Linked DNA regions of Oryctolagus cuniculus: region 2 is linked to region 1. Evidence: chromatin contacts called from public Hi-C data. All regions are on one chromosome and are shown on one strand. Each heading gives the region's core, a stretch centred on a gene start, on an enhancer-like site or on the middle of the called end of the contact. The rest is flanking DNA. Distances are from core to core; before and after follow the strand shown. Region 1 overlaps SLC43A2 (solute carrier family 43 member 2). Region 2 holds the start of RILP (Rab interacting lysosomal protein).

What was found. Hi-C and Micro-C count contacts between places; a contact is called where the count stands out from the background.
Region 2: a contact with region 1 is called in a Hi-C map of skin fibroblasts, with 5 times the contacts expected there. The contact joins the promoter of RILP here to the enhancer-like site in region 1. A contact is called at or near these places in 2 of 6 Hi-C or Micro-C datasets (ear pinna and skin fibroblasts).

The regions. Positions count from the first base shown.
Region 1 is chr17:47,115,486-47,122,917 of mOryCun1.1, forward strand. SLC43A2 (solute carrier family 43 member 2) reads right to left here. Exons shown (of 14, transcript XM_051824561.2): 12 at 5,957-6,030; 13 at 4,764-4,887; 14 at 2,285-4,426. The coding sequence ends at 4,265. Among named protein-coding and RNA genes, the nearest start is that of PITPNA, 11 kb to the left of the region's middle. Within about 2 kb of position 4,741, at least 2 of the 8 cell types and tissues checked have an H3K27ac peak or open chromatin away from gene starts, as enhancers often do. A contact at or near this core is called in ear pinna, where this site is marked.
Region 2 is chr17:47,171,591-47,179,022 of mOryCun1.1, forward strand. It overlaps RILP (Rab interacting lysosomal protein), which reads right to left and starts at 3,179. Exons shown (of 8, transcript XM_002719046.5): 1 at 2,678-3,179; 2 at 2,511-2,604; 3 at 2,333-2,439; 4 at 2,024-2,245; 5 at 1,582-1,727; 6 at 1,153-1,275; 7 at 144-227. The coding sequence starts at 2,905. It overlaps PRPF8 (pre-mRNA processing factor 8), which reads right to left. Exons shown (of 43, transcript XM_051824554.2): 40 at 4,744-4,884; 41 at 4,443-4,582; 42 at 4,152-4,354; 43 at 3,647-3,980. The coding sequence ends at 3,826.

The DNA.
Region 1 (7,432 bases), core at 3,491-5,990:
AGTAAGCCAGGTGCTAGAAATAGCAAAGGGGCGGGGGAGAGTCAGGGTCATCGACTGAGCTGTCAGTGATCCTGTACTGGCCTGATGGACACGGGACAGACGGAAACTTCAGGCACCACTCTGAGGGCCCGGCTGTTCTTTCTAGAACAGAAAGGGATTCAACGAGGCAGGATGGTTTCCTCTTTCTCCCTCCAGGTAAACAGGCACAGACGAGCCCCTGGACCCCCTGCACACATGCACACACACGCACAGGGAGTGGCACCCCCAAGCATTTCCACAAGCGGGAGGCGTGAAGGCTGATTGAAGCCACCCCACTCAACAGAAACCTGGCTACACTCATACATTCTCTTGAGACACTTTTTGGCCAAATATCTTATGAAAATATGAATAAAACATCAAAGAAATGTGAACAAAGGAGCAACACCTTAAGGCTTCGCTTAAAGAGGCGTTCTGTGAAGACAGGGGCAGGGGCTACCAGCCTCACTTGACCTGGTCACGTTGCGTGGGCCGTGGCGAGGGTGCTGTCTGCACTCTCCTGGGGTCATTGGTATGTGGCTGTTGGGTGCCAAGCCTGGCACAGCGCAGATACATCGCCTACTTGTGCTCTTGGCTGCACTGGGAGGGTATTGCTGCCTCCATTTTACAGCTGAGAAAACTGAGGCTCCAGACTGGCTTCAGGTCGAGAGCGCACGTCGGGGGCCTCTAACTTCCGCTGCTCCCTCCCTTACTTCCTCCTTGGCATGTGGAGACGCAGCCTCCCTCTGGGAAGGTGGCCATCTGGGAGCTGCCAGTGGCTCCATGCTGGCAGGGCGATGTCACAGCTCCTCAGGGCACTCGGGAGCCCTGTGCCAAGCCCAGGGCGTGAGCGTGGTTGGAAGAGGGGCCCAAGCCCACTTGCCGGCCCTGACCTCGCACCGCGGGGGAAGGCTGCAGCCCCTGTATAACGAGTCCCCTTACTTTGGAGGACCTGACCTCTGAACCCCATGGCCACCACCCTCGAGGTGGGCCCCCGGTCTTTGGCACAGATAGGGCACCTCACTGCCCCAGGAGCCATGAGATCTATCCCATTACACTTCGGGAGAAGGCAGCTGCGGCTGAAAGGGCCCCTGGAGCCGAGTCTCCTGGGGAGACTTGCCAGAGCTCTGTGGCGGGAGCCCCCTCTCAGTGCCTGGCCTACAGCTTCTCCCCACCCCGCTTACACAGGCATCAGCACCCCCTGTGTGAATGCGCTTGTGCCCCGTCCTGGGGCGGACGCACATACGATGCCGATACTGGGAGCTCCCCGCCTGTAGTGCCCTCGGGGCCTGGGGTCTTGTGATGGCCTCCTCACCCTGCACAGCCCAGACCACTGTAAGGAGGGGCTGAGGAGCCCCAGCAGTTCTGAGCAGGATGCTACTGGGTGCGAGAGGGGCAGAGATGGAGGCTAGGAGATCCGTGACCCGGCCTGCGACTTTCTCTCTGGCCCTTGGGAGACCTGGGCTGTGGTCAGAGGCCCAGAGGGTTTGGAGGAAGCCAAGCACCAAGGAACACAGGACTCTCATGGTGAGGGAGACTGAGGCCGGCCCAGCCCCCACACCCTGCTCAGAACCATGGGACCCACAGCGCTTCCTGCGCCTTCCCATCAGGAGCCTGCACGACGGGGTCGGGGGTGGGGTGGGGCAGGCAGTGGCTACTGTGTCCAGCGCCCACCACCAGCCGTGGTCGCTTCTCCTCCCAGGAATCACTCTTCCAAGGGCCCATCAGCCTCCAGGCCCGATTCTACCCAGCAGAGGTCGCCTCACTCCTGAGGATGCTCTTGGCTCCTGGGGCTGAAGCCACCCTGACCCAGAGGCCGGCAGCCCGAGTGGACCTGGTCTGGAGGGTCCTGCATGCTCCAGTGGAAGACCCCCACGCAGGTCCTGCCCCTAGCCGTGAGCAAGCTGCTCCACTTCTCTGGGCCTCAAGCTTGCCGACTGTAGAATAGGCAGGGCAGTGTCTGCTGAACTGCAGTGTTGTCACGACTCCACGGTAACAGGACCTGTCAACTCTACACAGGGCAGAAGCCCCGGCCCCGACGGGGGGTGGTGGTGGTGGTAGCGCCCTCCCCACCTGGCTGGCCCCAGCCTCTGCACCTGCTTCCATTTTGGTGCTTCTGCTCCCATGCACCATTGGCCCCAGCATATATTCCACCCTCGATTCTAGTTTCTCAGTGCCTGTTCCTTCCCACAGAGGGCGACACCTGGCAGCTCCCACTCTGGCCTGGTCTGGGCACTGCTGGGCATGCACAGGTCGCACCTGCCCAACCTTTTTTTTTTAAACTTTTATTTAATGAATATAAATTTCCAAATCACCTGCCCAACCTTGATATTTGTTTCAACTTCGAAGGAACCCCGTCCTCGTCTTCCTCCCAGTGGGTTTGAAGCCCTGGGAAGAGGGAATCACAGCCAGAGGCAAGGCAGGACTCCACACTGTCAGCCAGCGTCCTGGGAGCTCCGGCAGCACCCAGAGCCACAAAGTTGGTGAGCATGGGTACAGCGCTGCAAGTGCTGACTGTGAGAACAGGCTTGATGGAACTCAGCGTCTCCCAGACCTGAGGACAGAACCTGTCTCCTCCCCACGCCCCAGAATAACCATCACCATATCACAGAACTAGTGGGAGATGTGCATCTCGCTCTTTTCGGTTTTGATTGTTAACATGTGAGCAGCCTGAAGCCTGGAGGTTCTGTGGGCAAAAGGTGCTTAACTGTTCCCACGGAGCTGTGTGGGCCACCCCTCCCACGCTCTGTCGTCCCTGCCGCATCCACACTGCTCTGCTCCCTAGCCCGCGGCTCTCCTGGTGTCACCCTCCCTCCTGAGCTCAGGGTTGTGGGACGGCCCACAGGTCACATGTGTAGGAGATGGAAGGGGCTGGGATAAAGGGGGGGGGGGTGCACTTCTGGAGCCTGCACGGGCCCACTGTATTCGGCGGTATGAGAGCAAGGCCTCTCCCCAGGTGGTTGCTACCCCGAGACGTGAGCAGCTGTTTGGGCTGGGGCTTGGCAGTGGCAGCCCATCTCATCCTGCCTGCCTTCACCACCAGGCTCATGGGGCCGTGTACTGACATGCTAGGAGGGGCATCCCTCACTAGGAGCAAAATGGGTTTATTGCTTTATTAAAAAAAAAAAAAAGGTGATAAAACCCAGAGAAAAACAACTAAAAACCTGAAAACCAACCCAGCCCTCTCAGCGCCCCAGGAAGTCTGGGACATTTCTGGGGCAGGCAAAGCGGGTGGGTTGCTGAGAGCCTGGCAGGCCTAGCCTCCCCCATGGAAACAGCTCCTGGTGCTGGCGCCATCTACCAGCAGGGGGCGCTGTGACCCTGAATGAGCCCAGGCCTTGAGCAAGGCTTGGCTCCACGGGTGGGCCCGCTGCAGGCCTGGCTGGCTCCTGTCTGGGAGATACCCAGAGCCCACCCCTTTTACCCCATCCCCGTCTCACGCACACCACATACATACACACACGCACACACTCCCCTCCGCCCCTCCCAAACCTGCTCACCCACATCTGCATCTGGGAGCCACAGCCTTACTCCCATCCCACGAAAATAGCTGTGGGAAGGGGGGCTAAGGCACACCCCTTTATCTCACGTAGGCTGCAGACTGGACTGGGGGTGGCAGTGGAAACGTCTTCCCCTCCCCAGGACACGAGGGGGGAGCTTAGGGAAAACCAGGAGGCTTCGTCCCCAGCTGCTGAGGCTCTGTGTGATCTCCCGCCCTCCGCCCCCTCCCCAGCCTATGTGCTGGGGGCTGCCCCGCTGGCCTTGAATGGGAGGCCAGGCCCTGTGTGTCCAGGCCACAGGGGGCTGGAATCACAATGGAGTTAGCACCAACAACAGGAAGCGGGTCCTTCCTTCCTTAGGCAGCTTCAGACTGGCCAGGGGAGGAGGTGAGGGCCAGGCAAGGGGGTGCAGACAGAGCAAGCTTTGTCCTCAGCGGGTGTGGCTGGTGGGCATGCGGCCGAGGAGCAGGTGGCGGGCAGTGGATGGCGGACTCCTCTGCTTTGGCAGGAGGCAGACTCCAGACTCTGGAGGGCGAACACCTGCCCACAGACAGCACGCGAGCCCCAAGGCCTCAGCCCCCCGGGGCCCCTCCGACAGTGGAGGACCGCAGTCCTGAGCGCTCTCAGGCTCCTCACTGCAGGCCCGGGGCCTGGGCGGGAGCGTGGGTGCCGCCATGGTGAGGGAGAGCATCCTGGGTCGTGGGCCGGCAGCAGGGAGGGCCGAGGCCGGCTCCGTCTGACGGCGGCGGCTACACGAAGGCCTCTCGGTTGGAGGAGCCGTTGATCTTGAGGAAGAGCTTGTCATCCTCCTGCTTCTGCCGCAGCTGCCGCTCCAGCTGGCGCCGGTAGCAGACCAGGTAGAGGGGCAGGCAGAAGCCCAGCATGCTCACCACCAGCAGCCCCACATTTACCTGCGAGGGAGGCAGGGCCATCAGCCATGGCCGGCTCCGTCACGCCATGGCCGGCTCCAGGCCCTCCCTCGCCCCAGCTTAGGGAATGCGATCAAAGTCACAGCGGAGGTCGAACACCGAGAAACACTGACTTCCCCAGCTCTCCTGCCCCCCCTCCCCCAGGCTGGCTCCGTCTCCCGGGCCAGCGGGGCCAGGGTGCGGCTGGGACAGGAACTCTGATCCCCCATTCACAAGGGGCCCTCGCCTGGTTCTAACCGAAGCTCCTAAACCGCCTGTCCCCAGGGCTCCGAAGACCCCTGGGTGAGGCCTCCCAGCCCACGCCCCCGACACTTCTTACCCACAGAGGGTCTCCCTTCAGGGGACCCATCATGGCCAGAAACAGCGGCTGCTGCAGGAGGGCAAAGAGCGCGCTGATCAGAGACTGCAGGCCCGTGAGGCTGCCGAACTGGGTGGAGGGGTACCTGTGGGGACGATGCAGACCCGTCAGTGCCCCCTCGACTTTCTGACACCTTTGCCTCCACCTGGCTGCAGGTGCGCCAGTGCCCCAGGCCGCACCTTTGGGGCCAGAGAAGGGGATGCCAGCCCCTGGCTTGCTTTCTGATGAGCAGGTCTGCCAAGGGCTTCTCTTTCAGACCGGCCTGAGGCCCCAGACTCTGGGGAGGGCTCGCCCCACCCAGATGCGCCCCAGGCCCTTGGGTGTCTGGCTGCGCTGAGTGGAAAGCGTGGTGCCAGCCAGAGTCTGCGGCTTGGGAAACAGGCCCAGGGAGCAGACGGGAGGCCGGGCCCGGCTCCGCAGTGCCCTTATCCAGAGGAGCGTTGTGTAATCACGGAAACTCGGCATCACAGCTCTTGCCTGGCTCCCTCAGGCCCGGCCAGGGCAGCCGCAACTTCCTCCAGGCCTGTGGGAGCGAGGCGGGGGACAGCGGACCTGGAATGACCCCGTGGGATGCTGCTGGGAGAGGGAGAGCTCTGGGCTTCATCTCAGCTGACAGCTCTCACAGAGACGGAGAGACCATGGGCTGACGGTGTTTGGGTTCTAGTTTTGGGGCCAAGCCCTGGGTCAATGGAGGGACAACAATGTAGCCTCTCAGAAAAAGAGGGGGTTGCATTTTAGCCAAGGCCTGAGAAGCCTGCAGCAGAGCAGGGCCCCCGTGGCCAGGTCTGGGCTCAGGTATGCGTGACCCTGCCCCTACCGAGAGCCACCTGGACTGTGACACCTCGCCCCAGGCAACCAGAACCCACCCATCCTTCCCAGGGGGCAGCCAGGGACAGCCCAGGACATGGCTGAGCAGTGGCCCTTGAGGCCATCACGCACTGCCCAGGGGCACTGACCCTGGCTGGGGAGCTGACTTCGTGCTAAAGGCCGAGGCTGGTGAGCACCCAACTGTCTCCAGGCATGGCCTTCCCTGAGCCATCCAGCAGAAGCCCCTGTCCCCTGATTCAAGAAGACAACCCTGCTGGCCTCAGGGCCTTGCTACCACCTGCAGCTTCAGCCTGATCTCCTTGTCCCCGGCAGCCTGCAGGACTTACACGGCAGCATACAGGCCCCCGACGGCAGAGTGGATGAAGCCTCGCACGATCGTGTGCAGGATGAAGGAGAAGATCTGAGGGAGAGCAGAGCGTGAGCAGGAGACCATGGGGCCTCATCTTGTCCCCCGCCCTCCCACCTGCAGTCCCGAGCAACAGGAGCGATAAGAACCCGGAGCTGCCTGAGCCAGCTCTCCAGAGCCAACCTGTGAATTTTAGGACTTTAGTGAGCCAGTTGTTAAGCATAATCTTCTTTTTTTTAAAAAAAAAGATTCATTTATTTATTTGAAAAGTAGAGTTCAAGAGAAAGTCAGGGAGAGGTCTTCCATCTGTTGATTCACTCCCCAAACGGTTGCAACTGCTGGGGCTGGGCCAGGCAGAAGCTAGGGGCCTGGAAGTCCAGCTGGGTCTCCCACATGGGTGGTAGGGCCCAAATACTTGGGCCATCTTCTGCAGCTTTCCTAGGAGCATTAGCAGGGAACTGGGTTGGAAGTGGAACACATAGGACTTGAACCGGGATCCATTTGGGATGCTGCATCCCAACTGACAGTTTAACCCACTATGCCACAATGCCAGCCCCATAGTCATTATTAAAAACTAAATTATACAGGGGCCGGTACTGCGGCACAGCAGGTTAAGCGGCCATCTGGGGTGCCAGCATCCCACGTCGGAGCGCTAGTTCGAGTCCTTGGCTGCTTTGCTTCCAATCCAGCCCCCCGCTGTGCCTGAGAAAGCAGTGGATGATGGCCCAAGTACTTAGGCTCTTGTTACCCACATGTGAGACAGGGATGGTGTTTCCCAGCCTTGGAACCATTTGGGGAGTGAAGAAACAGCAGATGGAAGATCTCTTTGTCGCTCTGTTTTTCCCTGTTTATCTGACTCTGCCTTTCAAATAAAATAGAATCTTTAAGAAAACTAAATTATACAAACTTACAAAGAAATAAGTAATATTAGAACGAAGGTTGGGACTGGCAGTGTGGACAGCAAGGAAAGCCATGGCCTGGGATGCCAGCACCATAGGGGTGCTGGTTCAGCTCCCAGCTGCTCCACTTCCGATCCAACTCCCTTGCTAATGTGCCTGGGAAAGCAGCAGAAGATGGCCGAGTCCTTGGATCCCTGCCACCTTTGTGGAGAACTGGATGGCTCCTGACCTCAACCTGGCAAAGCCCTGGATATTGTGGCCACATGGGGAGTGAACCAGTAGATGAAATCTTTCAAATAAAAAATAACTTTAAAGGAAAAAAAAAAAAAAAACAAAAAAGGTGCCAAATACTCAAAACTCCTCAGTTCCCAAAATGCTTCGCTGTGGCCTTGTCCTGTGGACGCAACTGCGGCCCTCTTCCCACTCCACTATTGGTGGCATTGTGTTGGAGGCTTGAGGTCAGCGTCCGTGGCAGGGAGAGATGTAAGGGCCATGTGCCACCCCAACCTTCACCCCCACGGGACTGTTGATAAGTACGCGTCAGCAGAGCGCTGGGC
Region 2 (7,432 bases), core at 1,929-4,428, 55 kb after region 1:
TTGGGGCTGAGAGCAAGGAGCGAAGAGAAAAGGACTTCAGATGGATGCCGGGACGGCACAGATGGTGGGGCAGCGGGGGGAGGGCACGCGGGGCAGGGAGGGGCACAGAAAACCCGAAGCCCCTCCTTCACTCCCCAACATACAAACTCTGGACTCTGGACTCAGCGGGTGCAGGCTGCTCTTCCTTATCGCCGGAGAGCAGGAGCCAGGAGCCGTCCTCGTCCTCACTGACACAGGGGGGAGAGAGGAGAGGGCCATGTATCAAGGGCCCGGGCAGCAGCGGGCCAGCACTGAGTGACCACAGCGCCCCCAGGGCTGGCGACCTGGTGACCCTGGGGAGACACAAGGCCTCTCTTTTTTATTTTTATTTGAAAGGTCGAGAGACAAAGAGACAGAGAGATCTGCCTTCTATTAGCTGACTTGCAGCAGGCCAAAGCTGGGGGCCGAGAACTTAATCCAGGTCTCCCACCTGGGTGGCGGGGACCCAATCGCTTGAACTGTCACCTGCTGCCTCCCAGTGCATTAGTGGGAAGCTGGATCAGAAAGCAGAGGAGCAGGGACTGACAGCCAGGCACTCCCGACAAGGGATGAGGGTGTCCACAAGATGCGGACACACGGCGGGGCCCTGATAAAGCAGCAGCGAGAGTCTCACTCCTCTAAGAACAAATAGACCCAGAGGGCCAACGCTGTGGCGTAGTGGGTAAAGCCCCCACCGGCAGCACCAGCATCCCCTACGGGCTCTGGTTTGAGGCCCGGCTGCTCCATTTCAGATCCAGGTCCCTGCTAGTGGGGCTGGGAAAGCAGTGGAGGATGGCCCAAGTGCTTGGGCTCCTGCACCCACAAAGGAGACCCAGAGGAAGCTCCTGGCTTTGGACCAGCCTGGCTGAACCAGCAGATGGAAGACCTCTCTCTCTCTCTCTCTCTCTCTCTCTGGCTCTACCTCTCTCTGTAACTCTGACTTTCAAATAAACAAATAAATCTAAACAGACAGACCCAGCCAAAGCAGTGTGCAGGTGCCTTCTGCAAGGCGTGCAGGCAGCACTGGTGGAGTCCAGAGAGAAGGGTGCAGGCTGGAGGGCAGGCTCGGGGGCGGCCAGGCCAGGTCAGCAGACCGGGTCTGCTAGGTCAGTAGGCTGGGTCGCGGGGACACACCTGCTCTCTGCTTCCTCTGGTGTCCCCAACATCTTGGCCTTGATCTTCTTCCGCTGCTTCCTGACAGCCACCTTCATGGCTTCAAGCAGCAGCCCGGGGACCCGGTGGTCTGCGAGCAGCTCCCTACAGGACGGGGGCAGGCAGAACGTGGTGGGGCTGCCAGCAGCGGGCCTCGCCCCGAGGGCCCGTGCGAGCTGCCTGTTCCCTGGGGGAGCCCGCAACACCCCCCAGGCCTTAGCCTGTGTGGCACCCCTCCTGGCACAGCTGCTGTGACCTTGGTACCGCCCCTTCCCCTGCTGGGATGGAGTCCCCAGAGGGCAGGGGCTGTGTTGGTACAGGGTCTGGCCAGGTTGCTGGGGTTTGTCAGTGAATACGGGAATGAGGTGGGGGTGACCCGAGGCCAGGAGCAGACACGGGCAGGGCCCTCACCGCTGGAAGTAGGCCAGCTCCTCCTTGAGCAGGAACACCTTGGCTTTGAGCTCATTGCGCTCCTGAAGGATCTGCTCAAGCTCCTGCCTGCTGAAGCCGCACTGCCCTGCCTCCGGGGGGCGCTCTGGCTGCCGTGGGGCAGCGGCCTGCGGAAGAAGCGTGGTCTGGAGGCCCTGCTAGCTCTCCCATGGGCCCAGGGCCATCGCAGGAATGCCAGAGGAAGGGACAGGCAAGGAGTTCTGGGGGACAACGGTGCTACAATAGGTGACAGCAGCTCTCAGGCTGAAAGTGGGGCCGGGCCCGGCTGCAGGTGCAAGCCCCTGTGTGCCACAGTCCGGCTTCTCGGCCGACCTGCGCAGCACAGCAAAGCTTGCCAGTGCACCCACACGGGGCCAGACGCTCTGAGTGCCGGCTTGGGTTGCTGGCTCCCTCCGGCACTCACCGGACTGTCCGGGCTCGCCCGCTCGGGTTCCCGCCTCTGCTCACACCCGGGCTCTCCGGCCTGGCCCTGTTCCCGCTCCTTTGCCAGTTCCGGGGCGTCTCGGTGCGGCACCTCACGCTCCCTCTCCCGGTCCTGGGCGGCCCGAAGCTGGGTCTGCACCGCGGCCAGCTTGTGCCGCAACTCGGCGTTCACCAGCAGGAGGCGTTGCAGCTGCTCCTGCAACTGGGGGCGGAGCCAGAGGCGGGGCCGGTGAGCGGGCGCGGGGAGGGGGGCGAGAGCCCCGCCCCCCACCCGCCGCCCGGTCCCTACCGCCTCAGTCTCTTGGCTGCGCTGCCGCAGGTCGCGGTGGTGCGCCCGGAGCTCGTCCCGCTGTCTGTCCGTCACCTCCTGGAGCTGCTGCAGCAGCGCGCGCTCCTCTGAGGAAGGAGCCTCCTGAGCGGTGGTCGGCGCCCGAGCCCGCCCGCAGCCCGCCCGAGCCTGCACTCACCCTGTGGCCCAGAGCGCAGCTCCCTGCGGAGCAGCGCATTCTCCTCCCGCAGCCGCCGCAGCTCCAGCTCGGCCTGCTGCGCGGACACCTGCAGCTGGGAGGCCCGGGACTCGGGGTTAGGGCCCCGCCAGCCCCACTGGCGGCGAGGGGCGGGGTCAGGGGCTCACCGAGTCCGGCGCAGGCCCCACGGCAGCCTTTTCCAGAAGTTCCAGCGCTCGCACTACGAGTGGCACCAGTCCGGCCGCCGCCTCCGGCCCAAACCGGCGCGCCAGCTCTTGCAGCTCAGTGCCCAGAGCCCCCGCTAGATGGTACACGAGCTCCGCGGCCGTCCCCGACCCCGCCGCCGCTCGAGGCCCCCAGCCTTGTGCCCCTGGCGCCACCCTCCTGGGCTCCATGTCCCCGGAAGGCCCAGGTGGCTATTCGCTCTCCCCCGCCCGCCCCCAAGCTGGGAAGAGGAAAAAGCCAAACAGTTGCGGCCCAAGAAGCAGTTTAGGGTAGAAAGGGGCGGGGTAGAAGAGAGAAGGGAGGAGCGATTCAGGGGAAAAGGCTGGGGAAGACCGTGCTAGGGCCCCTGGGCCCTCTCCCGTTCAACCTTCAAGGTCACAGGAAACAGGACAGCCAACTTCCAGCCAGGCGTCCAGGAGCTGAGGCCCAGGGCTCTAAGTGGCCACTCCAGTCAACCCTCCCCACAGCACCCAGTCCAAGCTCCACCCCTGGCCGCAGTCATGGGGCAGATTTGGCCTCCAGGCAAGAGGTGAGAGGCCAGTCACTGAACCCCACTCAACAAACAGCCCTCTGCCAGCAGCCAGGGCCTGTGTGATCCCCAACCAGGACTGGCAAACAAAGCTTAGGAGGGGGCTAGGCTGGGCACTACAGCCGCAGAGAACAGCTCCTAACCCGACACGGCTCCAAGAGACGTTGAGAAGGGGGGAAGGCTTGCAAGCACCATGGAGGGAAACAAGCTAATTCGGCGGATGCAGTGGGGACGTGGAAGCTCAACCCCACTTCAGGTCCAGTTTAGGGGTAGCCTAGCCCCAGTGCCAGAAGCCAGGCATTTAACAACTTCCCCAGGGCAGCATCCAGCCCTAACCACACCCACAACTGGAGCTCTGGGGCAGGGGAAAAAAGTCCCAAACTCCTATTTATACAAAATTTATTATTATTTTGTTCAGGGTTACAAGCCATCAGGAGGCCAACACCACAATCAAGCACAAGGTACGGGGAAAGGGGGCCAAGCTGCTGAATATCACCAGCTTGTCTGGGGCGGAGAGGCTCCACTGGGCCTCTGCGGATTCCGAAGAGGAGCAGCTGACAACTAGGCGTAGAGGTCCTCGCGGTCGGCAGAGTAGACCTCGCCCTCCTGCAGGAGGGCAAAGTTGAGGAAGTGCGAGGGCCGGTGCACCTCGTGGTAGAACTCTTTGGGGTTTGCCAGCTGCAGCTCATACTTCATGTTGGGGTCATGCCGAACACCTTAGGGGAGAGGAAAACATCCTGTTAACACAGGTCACCTGCCTCACCCAGCTGGGCCTCCGGACCACTGCCAGGCCAGAGTGAAGCCCCGGGTGTCAAGGGCCTAACCTTGTCCTCAGCCCCATCCCGGCTTCCCGGTGCTCCCTGTACTTTCACACACAGACCACGTACCCATAAAGTTGTAGTTCCACGAGGACTGAGCAGGGACCATAAAGAAGCCGAGGAAGCGGTCCGACAGCAGCATCTGGACCCTCTCGTAGTGCGAGGGTAGGTAACCCTTGGGGTTGTTGCCCTTGTCTGTGTTCTGGCGGCCCCACTCGTACCCACTGGGGGTCAGCTTGTAGGCTGTCAGCGTGCAGGAGCCTGGTGTGAAGCTGGTGGGGCGAGGACAGAGTGAGCTCAGGCCACTCTTGTGGGCCCCATCTACAAAGCCCGCCCCGCCTTCAGGGGGCCCAAGCACACCTGCAGGTGATGATAATAGTCTTCTCACCATCCCAGGACGGGTTGTCAGCCATGATCTTAGCATGGGTGGTGACATCCTGGGGTGACAGCTGGGGGGACTCATTGGGCTGAGTGTGGATCCAACCTAAGGGTTCCATCTCCTACAGGTCAAGAGCAGCACAGATCTGTTGAGAACCCCATCTGCAGAGAGAATCCCAGCCCTGGGAGGACCATGCTTCCCCCCCCCCCCCCCCCGCCGCCCCTACCTCGCTAACACAAAGCCCCAGTTCTCCCAGTCCCAAGCTCTGTCCCCACCACGCACCTTGAGGTACTCGTGCTGGGGCAGCTGGCCAGGCAGGTGCACCGTCTGGTGGGTGCCCCACTGCGGTACCATCACGATGCAGCGGATTTCCTTCACCTGGGGGTTATCCGGTGGGCTCACCCCATACAGGTATCCTGCAATCTGGAGATAAGGGGGTCAGGAACCAAAACTACTCTCAGTGCCATTTCAGGTTCCGGACTGGCAGCCCGTATCGTCTTCCCTTTCCACAAGAACAAGCAGTTTCTCAACACGGGGGCAGAACCTCCTGCTTCAGAATGACCTCGTGCTCCGCAGGTGAGAGCCGTTTCCGTAAGTGAAGGCGCACGCGCACGCAGCTCTGGGCGTTCTCACAGCACACCTGGAGAGCCAGCACCAGGTGCTACTCTGCTCTGCACATGGCCCTCAACAAGGGAAGAGGACTGACTTCCTAAAACTCACCCACAAAGGCACTCTTCAAATGTGCCAACGAGCTGGCTACAAAACTGAGTTTTATATAAATGTTCCTGATATAGGAGAGGGGGTCTTCAAAAAGTTCATCGAAAATGTATATTATGAAAAAACTATGGACAGATTTCAAATTTTCTTGCACCAAAATTAATTTTTATTTTTTAAAAATATTTATTTGAAAGGCAGAGTTACAGAGAGGGAAAGATATTCCATTCATTGGTTCAGTCCCCAGATGGCCAGGGTTGGGCCAGGCCAAAGCCAAGAGCCAGGAGCTTCCTCTGGGTCTCCCAGAGGTGCAGGGGCCCAAAGCACTTGAGTCATAGTCTGCTGCTTTCCCAGGTGCATTAGCAGGGAGCTGGATTGGAAGTGGAGCAGCCAGCACACAAACTGGCAGCCATACAGGATGCCGGTGTTGCAGGTGGTGGCTTTACCCACTACACCACAATGTCGGCGCCAAAATGAACTTATTTTTAATTCAATTTTCCACAAACTTTTTGAAATATCCTTGTACTTATCATTTGCAATTCCTTTTCTGAACTACCTTTTCATATTCTTTGCACATCTTCTAGTTATCTTCTTAAAAATCAACCTCTAACAACTCCCTATTCTAGTCATCAATCCACTGTCTCTCAGAGAAACAGAAATAATTTCTTCTCATTTTTAATATATCACTTTAAAAAAAAAAGGATTTATTTATTTGAAAAGGCAGAGTGACAGAAAAAGGGAGAGACAGAGATGGAAGATGCATCTGTTGGTTCATTCCCCAAATGGCTGTGTCGGCTGGGGCTGGGACAGGCCGAAGCAGCAGCCTGGAACTCCTTCTGGGGCTCCCCCTGTGGATGGCCTAAGAACCTGGACCATCTTCTGCTGTTTTCCCAAGCACATCAGCAGTGAGCTGGCCCTGAAGCAGAGCACTCAGGACTCACACCGGCACTTTGATATGGGAGGCTGGCACTGCAAGCTGCACTTACTTAACCTGTGTGTCACAACACTGGCCCCAGCATATTATCCTCCGACACAAACAAGCTGTAAACTGTAGTTTTGTGTTTTCTTTTTTAAAATAGAGATTTATTTATCTATTTACTTACATGAAATTCAGAGCAACAGAGAGAAGGGGTGCGGGGGAGGGAGAGAAATTTATTGATTTTTCCATCCATTGGTTCAATGTCTGCAAATGCCAGGTCTGGGTTAGACAAAACCAGGAACCAAGAACTTCATTTCCTACATGGGTGGCAGGGACCCAAGTACTTGGGCCAGCCATGTTCTGCTGCCTTCCCAGGCACATTAGCAGGAAGCTGGATCAGAAGCAGAGTAGCCGGGGCTGGCGCTGTGGTGTAGCGGCTTAAGCTGCTACCTGCAATGCCGGTATCCCATATGGGTGCTGGTTCAAGTCCCAGCTGCTCCACTTCTGGTCCAGCTCTCTGCTATGGCCTGGGAAAGTAGTAGAAGATGACCCAAGTCTTTGGGCCCCTGCACCCATGTGGGAGACTAGAAGAAGCTCCTGGCTCTGGATGGGCGCAGCTCCAGCTGTTGCAGCCAATTGGGAAGTGAACCGGTGGATGGAAGATTCTCTCTCTCTGTGCCTCTCCTTCTCTCTCTGTGTAACTCTTTCAAATAAATAAATAAATCTGGCCGGCGCCGTGGCTCAATAGGCTAATCCTCCACCTTGCGGCGCCGGCACACCGGGTTCTAGTCCCGGTCGGGGCGCCGGATTCTGTCCCGGTTGCCCCTCTTCCAGGCCAGCTCTCTGCTGTGGCCAGGGAGTGCAGTGGAGGATGGCCCAGGTGCTTGGGCCCTGCACCCCATGGGAGACCAGGAAAAGCACCTGGATCCTGGCTCCTGCCATCGGATCAGCGCGGTGCGCCGGCCGCGGCGCGCCAGCCGCGGCGGCCATTGGAGGGTGAACCAACGGCAAAAGGAAGACCTTTTTCTCTCTGTCTCTCTCTCACTGTCCACTCTGCCTGTCAAAAAAAAAAAAAAATAAATAAAATAAAAATAAATAAATAAATCTTAAAAAAAAAAAAAAATTTCAGAGTAGCCCAGATTTGAACCAGCACTCTGATCTGGGATGCCTGGCTTTGGACTGGCCCAGCTCCAGCCATTGTGCCCATGTAGGGAATGAACCAGCAGCCTTTCAAATAAATAAATGAATTTTTTTTTTTAAAGTGCTATAACACCATGAAGGTAATACTATTTTCTTCTAATACTCCATGGTTTAATACTTTACATTCACACTTTTACT